Regions from separate parts of the Hordeum vulgare genome. Here all the other regions are linked to region 1. The links are chromatin contacts, called in public Hi-C maps. All regions are on one chromosome and are shown on one strand. The core of a region is the stretch at or near the end of the contact, and the rest is flanking DNA. Distances in the headings are between cores, read along the strand shown. Region 1 holds the start of LOC123407562 (BTB/POZ and MATH domain-containing protein 2-like). Region 2 holds the start of LOC123425604 (translocase of chloroplast 101, chloroplastic). Region 3 holds the start of LOC123425577 (40S ribosomal protein S4).

Region 1 (4,600 bases), core at 888-3,387:
GGATGCACAGGTCTAGCCCGTGTGATGTCCAAAGGCAGGCCCACGTACACATATGGGCTAGGAGAGGGCGCTGACAAGAAGATATAGTTGCAACTATCTTAGAGCATCTTCAACCGTGGTCGTAAAAAACACGCGTGCGGTAAACACAACTTTTAGTGCGTGCGGGACGAAATTACGTGTTCCAGCGGATGCGGCAAAAAACAAGAGAAAGCGGGCGGCCGCGCGTCAGATTTGGCGCACCGCTTTTAGCGCACTATAAAATGCCGCGTCCGCCACGCGGCTACCCACAAAGCCGCGCGCCTCTCCCTCGCCGCTTTCTCGACTCTTCCTCTGCCTCTCCCTCGCCGCTCCCTCTGCCATCATGCCGCCGCGCCGCTGTTTATCCTCGGGCTACCGCGGCGTCCGCGAGCGTCCCTCCGGCACCTACTACGTCAAGATCTGTCCGATGACGTCCGCCTCGGCCTCGGCACGTTCGAGACCGCGCACGAGGCCACCCGCGCGTACGACGCGGCGGCGTGGCGAGTAGAGCGGCCTCACGCGTAGATGAACTTCCACGAGATCTACACGCGCGAGCAGACGCAGAACCTCGTCCCTCCCCCTCGTCTGATCACGGAGAAAGACCGTCAGGAGCACCGTCGGCAGCAGCGCCGGCTCCTCGTCGCCGAGGAGGACGAGCGAGCCATGACGGAGTGTCGCCGGCGCCACCCAGAGGACGTCGCCAATGAGAACGCCTACTGGACGGAGAGGACGACAAGGCGTCACGCGGAGCGGCTGGACAGGCGTCGGCGCAAGTTACTCGCCATATCGCAGTGCGGGGCCGTCAAAAGCGGTTTGCCGTCTATCTTCACGTCCAACGATGAACGTTGGGAGGACACGTTTCTATCTACCTCCGACAGCACCAACAGTGACGACTCGGAGTCGTTTTATATCTATATATGCTAGTTTTAATATCTATGTGCTGAACTTGTTTTATTATCTTTGTGTTGAACTAGTTTTATCTATATGTAATATATTATCTATGTTTTATTATCTATATATTTTTATCTATATGACAACAATGAACTATATGCGTGTTGGACAAGTTTTGGGTGTTGGAGCGCCACATGCGTGCTAAATTTACAGCGGCTACTGGAGCGCCGCACGCGTACTAAATATGCTGCGACCGCTGAAGCCGGCGCCCTAAAAAAAGCTAACCACGTACTGTATATAAGTTTTTTGAGCACCGGTCGAAGCGCGTCTGTTGGAGATGCTCTTAGCTTGCGCCGAAACCTACAACTGGCCGGGGTTGAAGAACAAGTGCATTGACTTCTTCGTAGTGGAGGAAAATTTCAAGAAGGCCATGTTCACTGATGGTTATGCGTTGATGGTTCTGAAATTCCCAGAGATTATTGTTGAGTTAAAAAAGAGGATTTAGGAGATAACGTAGTGAAATACATCTCCATGTGTATAGTGCAGGCGTTCAAGCATAGTTTTAGCATGGGCCCTGTTTGGATACTCTAGCTTAGCTAGTGGTTAGAGTTAGTTTTTAGCTCATGACTAACCCTAAACTAACTCTAGCCAAATAGGTGTTTGGATGGAAGGGTTAGATTGACAACAGATGCACTTTATGGAAAGAGAAAGTGTTTTTTTAATGGGCATCATGAGAAGTAGCTCCAATTAGCATCTCTTGGGTGGTGGGAGAGAGAGAATTTTTTTTTTAATGAACCTTACGAGAACTAGCTCCAATTAACACCTCTTGGGTGTGATAATTTTTTTTAGGTGGATTAGATGTAACTAGCTCCAATCTAATCCTTGTGTTTGAATACTTTAGGGCTAGTTGAACACAAACTTAGATCAAATTAACTTTAGGCTATAGATCCAAACAGGGCCATGGTGTTTTGAAGTACGGTGGGTGGTACTTGGCGTCTTTATTAAGCAGAGCTCGGAGACCGAGATTGCAGGATCTTCTTCTTAGCTACTGAGGCCTGATAGCGATAGGTGAAGTGAGGTGAGGTGGAGGATGTTATCAGATAACTGAGATGTAAAGTTAGGGATGCGGATGCTGGAACGTGAGGTGTTGGTCTCCCGAGCAGACTAGAGAAAGCGAACCAAGGAGCATATAGTCATATAATAGATGGCGGGGCCTGGAGGAAACTGGCGATAAAATTGCATACTACTATTATTCAAACATGGAAAAGTCGTTGGTACAGTTGGTGGTTAGAAGCCTGCACGAACAAAGCCGCCGGCCGGTTCTTTTGCTCCCTCGGTCAAATTTAGCGTGGACTCGCAAGCGCCGGCGGCCAAGAGGGCAGGCTACCAAGAGCAGCCTCGGCTCCAACAGATCGCCGCCGCCAGTAGGCCAACCTCCGGCGGCTGGAGAGCAAGCCAGTAAGTGTCCACCTCTTCACCCACCTCTTGTGTTCTTCTTTGGTCCCTCCAGCCTCCGGCCGTCTGGCGTGTGCTCAATCTGTTTACTAGAGCTTAATATTTGTCCAGCGAGCTAGCGAGATGGCAGAGCCGACGGCGAGGATCACCACCGTGGGCTCTTCGGCCTTCCGGTTCATAGTAGACCACGAGCAAAGCAAGAAGCTTCCCATCGGCAAGGCCATCCACTCCGACGTCGTCTCCGCCGGGGGGCACCACTGGAGGATCGAGTTCTTCCCGCGCGGCCAGAGCGAGGCCGACAAGGGCGAGTATGTTTCCATCTTCTTCAGGCACATGAGCAAAACCACAAGCGTCAGGGCCGTCATCGAGGCCTTCGTCATTGGCAGCGACGGCAATCCATCTGCGCCGGACATACTGCAGAGGACATTTCAAACCTTTGAAACCAACGGAGATAAAGGCCGCCGTGATTCCTGGGGATGGAATCGGTTCGTCAAGGCAGCCATCCTGGAGAAAATTTTCTTAGCAGAGAGGCGCGTCACGTTCGTATGCGCCATCATACTCATTGACGACAAACCTGCTATTCCCGTCCCGCCTTCAGATATCGGGACTCATCTTGGCCGCCTGCTTGATCATGCCGACGGGACAGACGTTTCATTCATCGTCGGCGACGATACTTTCCTCGCTCACCGCGCGGTGCTTGCTGCTCGCTCACCGGTCTTTAGAGCACAGCTCTTCGGTTCCATGTCCGAGGCTACCATGTCATCCATCAGGTTGCACGACATCACGCCTGCAACTTTCAAAGTTATGCTTGGATTTATATACATGGATGAATTACCCGGACAAGACGAGTCCAACGACTATTCCACCGAGATGCTCCAGGATCTACTCGCTGCGGCTGATCTATATGCACTTGATAGGCTCAAGGTTATTTGTGCCCAAAAGTTATGGAACGCAGTTTCAGTAGACACAGTTGCAACCATGTTAGCTTGTGCCGAAACCTATAACTGCCAGGAGTTGAAGAATAGCTGCATTGACTTCTTCACAGTGGAAGGAAATTTTAAGGAGGCCATGTTCACTGATGGTTATGCATTGTTGGTTCTAAAATTCCCGTTGATTACTGCTGAACTCAAAAAGAGGGTTAGAGCATAAACATGTTTATGCTTCAGGCGTTCAAGAATAGTCTTATTTGGTGTTTTGGATTTGGTGAGTGGTATCTGACACCTTGTGAAGCATATAATCTATATTTGCTGAGGAGGGAGCCTGGAAGCTAGAAATTGTAGAATCTTATTCCTGAAGTTTTGGTCTTAGTTGCTATCGAGTATTAATACCGATAAATCATATGATTGCCAAATTACCAACTCATTTCTCTGTTTTTCTCTTTGTTCTTTTGTACATGTGGTGTCACGAAACCTTTTAATGTATTCAGTTTTGCTATGTTGTTGCATAACTCTCTCGTTATATGTCATGTTAACTCCATGGTACTATATGGTCAATACATCATCCATCAGGCTACACGACATCAAACCTGCAACATTATGCTTAGGTTCATTTAAACAGATGGATTTCTCGGAGAAAACGAGCTTGAGGACTCTTCCGCTGAGATGTTTCAGGATCTACTCGCTGAGGCTCATCGGTATGCACTGGACCGACTGAAGATTATTTGTGCCCAGAAGTTATGTAGATACAGTTGAAACAATCTTAGGCTGAAACTTACAAGTGTTAGGAGTTGAAGAACAAGTGCATTGACTTCTTTGTTGTGGAGGGAAACTTCAGGGAGGCCATGTTCACTGATGGTTATGAGCTGCTGGTTCTGAAATTACTATCGACTACTGCTGAGCTCAGGAGAATTTGGGTATAATGTAGTGAGATACATCTGTGAGTGTATATAGTTCAGTTTTTAGAACATAGCTCTAGTGTGGTATTTTGGAATCGTGAGTGGTATGCGCTAAGGTATCCGGCATCTTTTCAAAGATTTTGTTCTTCTAAAATGTGAAAAAAAAATGGAGACAGGATTCAAATTGTTGTCTTGTCAAGAGGTGTCATGCTTTGTACTCGCGCGTGTTTGTAGCTGTCATTTTAATTTTATACTGTATTTATTTTGTTTAGTTATGGGTTATACAAGTGTTGGATGCTTGAAGGACATCTATGTAGTTCATGCTTCACAGTCTACCTTTTCTCTGTGTCAATGCAACATTTGTCGCTGCATCATATGTTTTATTATTTTAAAATATAAATC
Region 2 (4,600 bases), core at 597-3,096, 210 kb after region 1:
ACACTTCCACTAGCAACCACCTGGTCCTCTGCATTTTGTGCCTTCTCATTGCTTTCAGTAAGCGGAATGTCTGCGCTTGAAGGAGCAAGCTTCACCAAACTCTCCGAGCTAATGTCATTGATAACCTGGTATGGATCATTCGAATTCTTTATATCCCAAATCCACATTAATGTTAACATTACTAGCAAAGGAATTAGATAGAACATGCCCACTTACCTCAGGACTTGCATCGTTTTCTGGCTCAGGCTTTGCCGCCTCATCTTTCTCATTAGCCTGGTAATCCAAGCTACCATTGTCAATAACCTGGTTTGGATCATTTGATTTGTTTAAACCCCAATAGTGTCAACACTAGTAGTAGGTAGTAGCAACGAAATTATATTGGGCATGTCCACTTACCACTGGGCTTGCATCGTTCACCGGATCAGGCTTTGCAGCCTCGTCTTCCACATTAGCATGGTTCTGAACTGGGCTTGCATCATTCACCAGATCAGGCTTTGCAGCCTCCTCTTCCACATTGGCATGGTTCTCCACGGTACCGTTATCAACAACCTGGTTAATGGCATTTGAGTTGTTCACATCCTCTAATGGTGTCAACACAACTAGTAACAGAACTAGAACGAATATGTCCACTTACTACTGGACTTGCAGTGCTCTCAGGCTCGGGCTTCACCGCCTCGTCTTCAACATCAACACGGTTACCGCCGTCAGTAACCTGGATTGGGTCATTTGAATTGTTCATACAAAAATCCTACCAGTATCAATACCATCAACAAAAAAAAATTGATTGATGATGAAGAAGCCCACTTACCACTGGACTCGCATCACTTTCAGGCTCCTGCTTTGCAGGCTTGTCTTCCACATCAGCCTCATTCTCCAATGATGCTTCTTTAGCCTCTTCACCTCCCACCGCCACCATCTCAGCAGGCTCTTCAGCCTCACCACCCAAATTGCCATTGGCTTCAGCTGTAGGAGCCACCTTATCCTCCGGCTCCGCCGCCTCCATGCTCCTGGTGGAGGCCGTAACCGCCTTCTCGCTGTCAAACTCACCATCATCTTCGCCTCCAGTGGCCACCTCTGCAAGCTTCTCAGCCTCTGGTTTCTCCTCGGACAATTCAGCATCGACTGCCACGTTGCTCACTTCCTTCACCTCCAAAGTGGCACTTTCCTCTGGTTCGCCGGTCAATTCAGGCTTCTCCTCACCTACCGGCGCATCAGGGGATGGCAGGGAAGCAGCCCCCTCGCCCAATTCACCATTGTCGGATTCAGGCTTCACTGCAACAGGCGCCTGCACCAACAACGCAGCCTTCACATCTTCCACCGTCAATCCTCGGTCACCTTCCTCCTGCTCCTTGGCCGCAGCCGCCGCCTCCTCCTTCCCTTCTCCCTCCCCCTCGCTTGCATCTTTCCCATCTCGTACCGCTGGTTCCACCTCCCCACCGTCCTCCGCCTCCTCGGCCCCGCCGTTGTTGGCCTCCGAACCAGTAAAGCTACGGTCTTTCCCCTCAAATCTCACCTCCTCGCCCTCCCCTACTCCACCCACCTCCTCCGGCGCCGCCCCGGCACTCTTGGTCCCCTCCGCCGCCGCAACCTCGTCCGCATCAGCCGCCGGAGGCCGTTCGTCGGCCACGGGCGCGGCTCGGGCGTCGGTGGTCGCCATGCTGCCGCCTCTTGCTCCGCCCACAAGCAAAACAGCAGCAGAAGTCGTCGGATTCCGTCGTCGGAGGAGATGGAGGGGATGGGAGGGGAGAGGGGAGGAGAGGATAAGGTGAGGGTTTTAGGTTAGGCTACTCGATTTATCTCGTGAGTATATATAGCTCAATTCGATTTGGGTCTGGTTTGGCGTGTAATTCTGGGACGAGATGGCAGCCAGCCAGGGTCCAGGGGTGAGATGAGGAAGCAAGCAATGGGCAGATTTGGGGCGATGGTGATAAGGCGTTTATTTTTATGGACTTTTATTACTACTTAAAATACAGTTGCACTATTTCATCTCGTTGAGGGCTCGCGCGTGAGCCGTCCGTTCACGACAAACTACTAACAAAAAGATGTCATTTCATCTCGCGATGTACCTGAGATGTATGGTCACTAAGGATTCCCTCAGATCCACTGACTTCACGCTGCAGCATTAGCCCTTTACAGCCCTCTAATATTCATCCAAAACTTATCCAACGATGTATATGAGATAAGGCAAAAACTTTAGCATTTAACTGTCTAGAAAAGGGCGGGCACGAAATTTGGGATTCGCGAGCACGTCCGGAACACTCCCGCGCCGCCAACCAGTCGGAGAGGAGGGGCGGCCGCCGCTGGAGGAGAGGAGGGGCAGGCAGGGGCGGAGCTGCATGGAGCTACCCTGTTGCATGGGCAACAGGGTCAAGCAGCTTTTTACAAGTAGTTTAGCACTTGGATCAAGCATGTGTATAAGTGCATCAGGCTAAACTAGCAAGGGTGCAACAGGGTAGATGCAGATGTCGCTCCGTCCCTGGGGGCAGGTCGTGTCGTCGCTAGGGAAGAGGAGGGGCGGATCGCACCGTCGCTCGGGGAGAGGAGGGGTGGCCGCCGCTGGAGGAAGGGAAGTGCAGGTCACATCGTCGTTGGGGAGAGGAGGGGCGGCCGCCGCGGGAGGAGAGGAGGCGTCGTAGCTTTTTACGATCTCTTGACAACTTCACGAGTTAACGATGATATCTTTATGATGACTGATCTAGTATCTTTAAAGTTGTTAGATGGTATTTTGGACACATCTAATTACAGTATTTTGGGTGTTAGCCAGTCTTTTTTGGTCAAAGTGTACAAGTTAAATGGTCTTCTTTTGTGTACTTGATTGATTACTTAATATTGGCATTTTTTGTTGTAGCATTTGAATGTTATGTGCTACAACTTTTTAATGTCAAATGCTACTGGATTTGCAAATGCAATTGGAGTGTTCAATTTTGATTGCATAATATGCTACTATATTATCTGTTCATTTTTTGTTGTTATAGTTTGCTCATGAGTATTCTCGTCTCTTTATTTTTTTTGGTTACAATCCATTCAAATCAAACAGAATCAAAGTGCATTGACTCTACGTTGTTTGCTGTCAAATGTTGAAGTTTTTGCCTATGTTTCATATACATCGTTGGATATGTTTTGGATGGAAATTAGAGGGCTAAAGTTGCAGCGTGACTTCACCAAGTGAAGTCACTCGATCTTATTCCATTCCCTCGATGCATGTGTTGATGTCATCTCATTTTATTCCGTAGTATTTCTTTTCAAGAAGCTATAACTTTTGAACCGAGCGTGGAAACGAAGATCCGTTTTTACCGTTAGGTTTCTCGCGACAAGATCTTTAAAACTATATCACATATGGATATATTTCAATGATTTTTTAAAGCAATTTTTGTTCTAGTTGAGGCAATTTTAGTGTTAAATATAAGCAACTTTCATTGCATCATGTGTACTAATGAATTTACCTGGAAAGTATATTATAGACAACATAAAAACCACGTGGGACAAATTTTCGTTGTATTTAGGCAACTGAGTATCATCCATAGGCAATCATGTGAACTCATGACGTAACATGCATTAACTCCGGTATGATTTTTTTGAAAGCTATAACTTTTAAATCGTGTGTCGAAATTATGATCCATTTTTACTGCTGGGTTCCTCATGACGAACTCTTTAAAACAAGATCACATATAAATATGTTTTGCATGTTTTTTTCAAAGGAAACTTTGATGCTAGATTAGGCAACTTTAGTGTTAAAGAGGAGCAATTTTGATGGTAGATGAATGCCTTAGTGAATTCACCTACTGGGCTACTAATAGTTGTGTGCAGTAGTCTAATAGATGGTTAACATGGTTGCTAAGTTGCATACATCAAAAACTAAGTTGTAGATAGTTTAGTTGTCTACGGTGATGTGAAAGTTGTTTATCGTAGAGTAGAAAGTTTCCTAACATGGCTTCTAAGTTGTCTGCCTTAGAAACCAAGTTGCGTGTATTGCTACGAATTTCCCTACGTGTGATCCTCAATTGCCTAAAATACTATGGAATTTGTCCATCAAGGGACCTAAGTTACCTACAATGTCAAAAAGTTTTTGTGGGATCTAAGTTGTCTATCATGATTTTAATTTTTGAAACTATACAAGGATGGATGGTATGGGAGCCTTGTTCTTTCCTTTTCTGGGAAGTCTGTCTGCCTACGCTACTGAGCGTGCGGGTGTTGCTAGCCAAGTCACGTGTGTTGACTAGTTGCATAAGTGGGGACATGTGAGAAGCTGCATATGGGGTGATGCAAAGTTCCATAGGGGGTGGGTCACATAGTTGCCCGCAAACCTACACAAGTTTTTCATAATTTTTGGCACGAGTTGCTCGCAAAAATCTCCAGATATAATAATGGAAAACACCACATGGATTGCTTGTTCAATGCGCTGGAGTTGCACAAAAGCACCTTAAAATTTGATAATTTGTTTTGTATGATACTTGAGTGCAGAACAATCTTAAGGTTATTTTCCTTGTTTTGCCTCCAATAGCCCCATCAATGGTGAACTTAGAAAATAGTTGCCCGTAAATGTTGCCTCCAATAAACCCATTAATGGTGAACTAGTAGGCAACTTCATAGCGTTTTTAGC
Region 3 (4,600 bases), core at 655-3,154, 190 kb before region 1:
GGGATGCCCTTCTGGCCGAACTGGACAGACCTGACCTTGCAGAGCTTGAACTGCACATGGAGGAAACTAAGTCAGGAGAAAGATAGCTAATGGAATATATACATTACAGGATAAAACAGATGACAAACTAGAATCTATCTAGGCAGGATCAGAAAACAAAATGGCATCTTCAGAAAATGGATAACAGGATTGAGACAGATAAACATGGTGAACAAATAGAACAGCAAAAATACAACAGTAGTACAATGCCAGGCAAGTGACATGAGAAACAGCAAGGTATGTATTGCAAGAGGATATCAATGCTTGCCCATATGCAATATATAAGCAGTTCTAGAAACCGAAGGAATCAGCATAATGGAAGAACAGCAGGATAATGGATAAGGATAGGGCTAACCTTAGCATCCTCATCCCTGACAGAGTGAAGGCGGAAGCGGCCCTTGGTGTCATACAGAAGCCTGTAGTTCTCACCAGTCTTGGGAATAGAAATAATGTCTGGTAGACAATATGAAAGTATGTATCAGCAAACAAATGATGTTCAAGAATATATGCACAATGTCAACTCAGATAAAGATGCAAACACATTTTAGTACTAGAAGATTAGAGCATACCCATGAAACCAGCAGGGTAGGTCTTGTCAGTGCGGACCTTTCCATCAACCATAATATGACGCTGCATAAGGATAGATTGCACTTCACGGTACGTGAGAGCATATTTCAGTCTGTTCCTCAGGATGAGGATCAGAGGCAGGCATTCCCTGGCCTTGTGAGGACCAGATGATGGCTTGGGGGCCTGAAATCAAAACACAAATCAAACATCAGAACACTGAACACAAGCATCTTAACTGGCAGAAGATGCACAGGCTAGAAGAACCGATGCACTTACAAAAGCTCCACCAAGCTTGTCAAGCATCCAATGAGACGGGGCATTGAGCCTCTTCAGATGCTTCTTCAAACCCCTAGCCTGTAGACAGATAAACAAGGAGGCAAATTACTATCGTTTCAAAACAAGAACAGCAAATGAGCACAGTTGCTACATTAGATCATTGACATAACAAAAATGGTTAAGGTTACAGGAGTTATCTTCAATTGTTGACGGGAAATACATGCCCTAATTAAGAATACTTATCAACTTAGCAGGTTAGTAATTTTAACATTGAAATCACTTTACTTGTGTGAACACTAACAGACATCAACAGAAATTACGATCTTCAACTGATGGTATATAATCAACTGATTAATCAGTCGGGCATGCAACTTTCGAAAGTGGTGACGCTCTGCAAATTGATCTATCATAGCTTTCCCCTAGCAAGAACGATCAAAGATTGGGCATAAACCATTCGCTAAGCAGGAACTGTACTTTGGAAACCATATAGACAACACACGAAACTGATCTACAATCTACGACTCCAGAAGTGAAAATCTCGTCAAATCGGGCGGCTAAAACTTTCAAAGCCACTCCTGTAGCTGCCTCCAGAACATGAACTAAAGCAGTGCTACATGAATCAAAGGGCTAATCTATCGGACGAAGTGCGAGGAACCCGCTAACAGAAAACAATGCAACCCATCGGCAGAAGGAAACCCTAGGCGAAACACGAACAAATCTACGGAGCCGACAAGAGCACAAGCCACCGAATGACCTCAACGCCAGAATCGAGGGTCTCTGAAGCAGCACAGCGGCGGCGCTACACATTCGGACGGCGGCGGCTACGGATCGGATCTACGACAGAGGCGTAATCAAGCACGCGGAGGGATGGGGGAGGGGGGGAAGGGCGTCGCTCACCATGGTTGCGAGCTCGGGCTAGGTCGCCGTGCTTCTCCTCTTCGGGCACCCCCGCCGCCTGCTCCTTCTCCTCTGCTACGCGCCGCCGCCGGGATGACAAAGAATGAGGACGAAGCGATGGGGCGAGAGAGCGTATATATATACTGCGAGGGGTAGGGTTTTAGTGCCCCCGTTCGGCTGTGTGGGCTTTCGGCCTGGTCTTGGGCTTGACACGGTTGTGGGCAGCTAGCGTCCCTTCTGGAAATGAACAAAAGCCCATATCATCCCTGTCAGAGACGGCCTAGCGGCTCTGGGCCATATCTCAAGAAGAAAGGGTGGGCTCTGGACCATAGCTTTTTTCTTTCGTGTAGCTCTCGACCATAGCCAACAACGGCCATAGCATCCCTGTATGAAATTTATTTTATACTAGCAAAAGGGCCCGTGCGTTGCAACGGGAAAAAGAATACGACTCACTTTTAACTTATAAAAATGGTCTATAATGTAGGTATTTGTACGTACGACCCAAACAAAGATGATGCTAGACTACAAAAATGCAGTTTAAGATTCCACGAGTCTTTTATTTAAACACGGCTTGCATGTAGATTTAATACATACAAAGAAACGGTCAAGTGGTCTTCAATTTCGTCTCCAATCCTCATTTTGCTGAGATATTCATCCATAATCCAGATCAGTATTGGTATGAAAGAAAGACGGATAATACATTATTGATTAAGATTGCATCCTATATATTAATTTTTAAATGTTTAACAGGTAAAATAACATCATATTCAGATTCAACATATTTTTCTAATCAAAATCCATATATAACATGTTAGATTTTGAGTTACGGTTTAAAAGATATGAGTATTTAAAATAATATTTAATATGTACTCCATGTTTAATGTTAAAAACATCAAGGGGTTTTCTATAAAATAGCATGGTGGACTAAGAATACCTATTTCTTTTATTAATATAGCAAAAGGCCCGTGCGTTGCAACGGATTTTTTTTCGTAATTTTCAATGAAGATGACCATATTTTACTGCATCACTGAGATACACTATCACTCTTAATTTCGTGAAATCATGAACAATTTAGAAATCATAAGATTTTCTAAAAATCATGAACATGTTTAAATTCATGAATATTTTTTTATCACTTATAGATGATATTGACAATGGGTTAAGGTGACAATTAAGCAACAATTTTGCGAGATGGCCTCTATGAAAAAAATTACATGTTAAATTTGAAACTGAGGTTTGAAAGATATGAATATTTTAAAAAATACTTTAATCTGTAAAATATTTAAGGTTTGAGAAAAGGCTAGAAAAAATGGAGAGGACGTGGGGTCAAACCCAGGTCTCCATGATGAGGTAGATACGGTGCAGCTAAGAGGCTAGCTAGTGCCCTTGTGTAGTCCAAGGGCATAAAGGTTAATGAACCAGAAGTTAGCGGCGACGCTTTAAGGAAAAATAAAATCATTTTCCATTTATTAATGGCATTGATGGATAATTTTCACCAAATTGAAGAACAATATTAATGACGGATGACAGAAATACTAATTGATTTAATAATAGGTAAAGATGTTTTAAAGGAAGCAATTTAGGAGTACTTGAAATCCACCAAGGAAAATGTATCAAACACTTATAATTAATAAGAGCATTATAGTGTTAACGTGTTATTGAGAAAAAAACATGATAACTTAATTGAAAGCCACAATGTATTGTAATATTCAAAGCCACAATATCTTCGCATGATATTTGAAAACAAAACACATATTTGTGGTCAGATTCTATGTTTTTTATATGCTCAAGTTTAGGAGAATAAAGCTTCTTTTTACTATAGCGACTCGCATAACTTAAGAAAACACAGAGGCTACATCACCCACACAAGCTCAAGAACAAGACATGCGGATACACAGATGGCACTCAGAAATGCCACTTCTCTCACACGGGAGCGGGGAGGGCCGCGGCGACCCACGCAATGGCATACCCGGCGAGGCGAGCTGCGCGCGGGACAACGGCGCGCGCCACGCCCGGGAGCATCGGGTATGTGAGCACTCCCAGGAGGAACCGGTTGAGGCTCAGCAGCGCGACGGCGTCGTCGAAAGCGGCGGACGCCGGAGGTAAGCCACGGCGGTCCGCGGGAACGCGCAAGAGGCGCGACACGCTGCACGTTGACATGGCCACCACGGCGACGAGCCCCGCGAGGAGCGGCAGGCACGGCTTGTCCACGGACCACGCGATCCCGCCCACCGCTAGCGACATGCCCAGGCTAAATAGGCTACGTCGCCGCGCCGTCGCCCGCAACAGTCTTTCCTGCGCATCCGATGGTGGGAAGGTGTCGAGGTGGCCGGGTCTGAAGAGGACGGGCTGATCCTGGTGAGCTGCAGCGTCTTCTTCCTATTCTTTGCCTTCCCATGCCCTCTGTTCGTCAGCCTTCTTCTTGCCGCCGCCACTTCCAGCCACCGTCGGGGCCGTGGCGGCCGCCTTGTCCCACACGGACTTGTCCCTCTGCTCCTTGAGCCGCATGTTTTCCTTCTTGAGCGCCTTGAGCTGCATGCCGGCCGAGCAGGAAATTAGTGTACCATACCCATTGATCTGCTCTGCTCTGCATCCCCGGATCCTGGCGAATCGATGGATGCGGCTCTGCCCGTACCTGGCTCTCGAGAAGGTCAATCCTGGCGAAGGCATCCTCGTTCTCCTCCTCCATCTCGTCGAGGATGTCCTCCATGGTCGCCTTCTCCTTGAGCGCCACCCTCAACCTCTGCTCCAGGTCCCTGTTTTCCCACACCACCCGCTCCATCTGCCTCTGCATCTCCCCCACCAGTCGGTCCAACTGACC

What was found. Hi-C and Micro-C count contacts between places; a contact is called where the count stands out from the background.
Region 2: a contact with region 1 is called in a Hi-C map of leaf, with 6 times the contacts expected there. The contact joins the promoter of LOC123425604 here to the promoter of LOC123407562 in region 1. A contact is called at or near these places in 5 of 6 Hi-C or Micro-C datasets (leaf and seedling) and 1 of 1 datasets of contacts at active chromatin or transcription factors (embryo).
Region 3: a Hi-C map of leaf shows a contact between it and region 1, with 4 times the contacts expected there. The contact joins the promoter of LOC123425577 here to the promoter of LOC123407562 in region 1. A contact is called at or near these places in 4 of 6 Hi-C or Micro-C datasets (leaf and seedling) and 1 of 1 datasets of contacts at active chromatin or transcription factors (embryo).

The regions. Positions count from the first base shown.
Region 1 is chr1H:85,900,897-85,905,496 of MorexV3_pseudomolecules_assembly, forward strand. It overlaps LOC123407562 (BTB/POZ and MATH domain-containing protein 2-like), which reads left to right and starts at 2,138. Exons shown (of 2, transcript XM_045100728.1): 1 at 2,138-2,367; 2 at 2,476-3,811. The coding sequence starts at 2,488. The coding sequence ends at 3,513.
Region 2 is chr1H:86,108,237-86,112,836 of MorexV3_pseudomolecules_assembly, forward strand. LOC123425604 (translocase of chloroplast 101, chloroplastic) reads right to left here and starts at 1,847. Exons shown (of 5, transcript XM_045109307.1): 1 at 809-1,847; 2 at 635-712; 3 at 397-549; 4 at 217-273; 5 at 1-125. The coding sequence starts at 1,657.
Region 3 is chr1H:85,709,933-85,714,532 of MorexV3_pseudomolecules_assembly, forward strand. LOC123425577 (40S ribosomal protein S4) reads right to left here and starts at 1,905. Exons shown (of 5, transcript XM_045109271.1): 1 at 1,780-1,905; 2 at 883-960; 3 at 609-789; 4 at 395-492; 5 at 1-50. The coding sequence starts at 1,782. It also overlaps the pseudogene LOC123407540.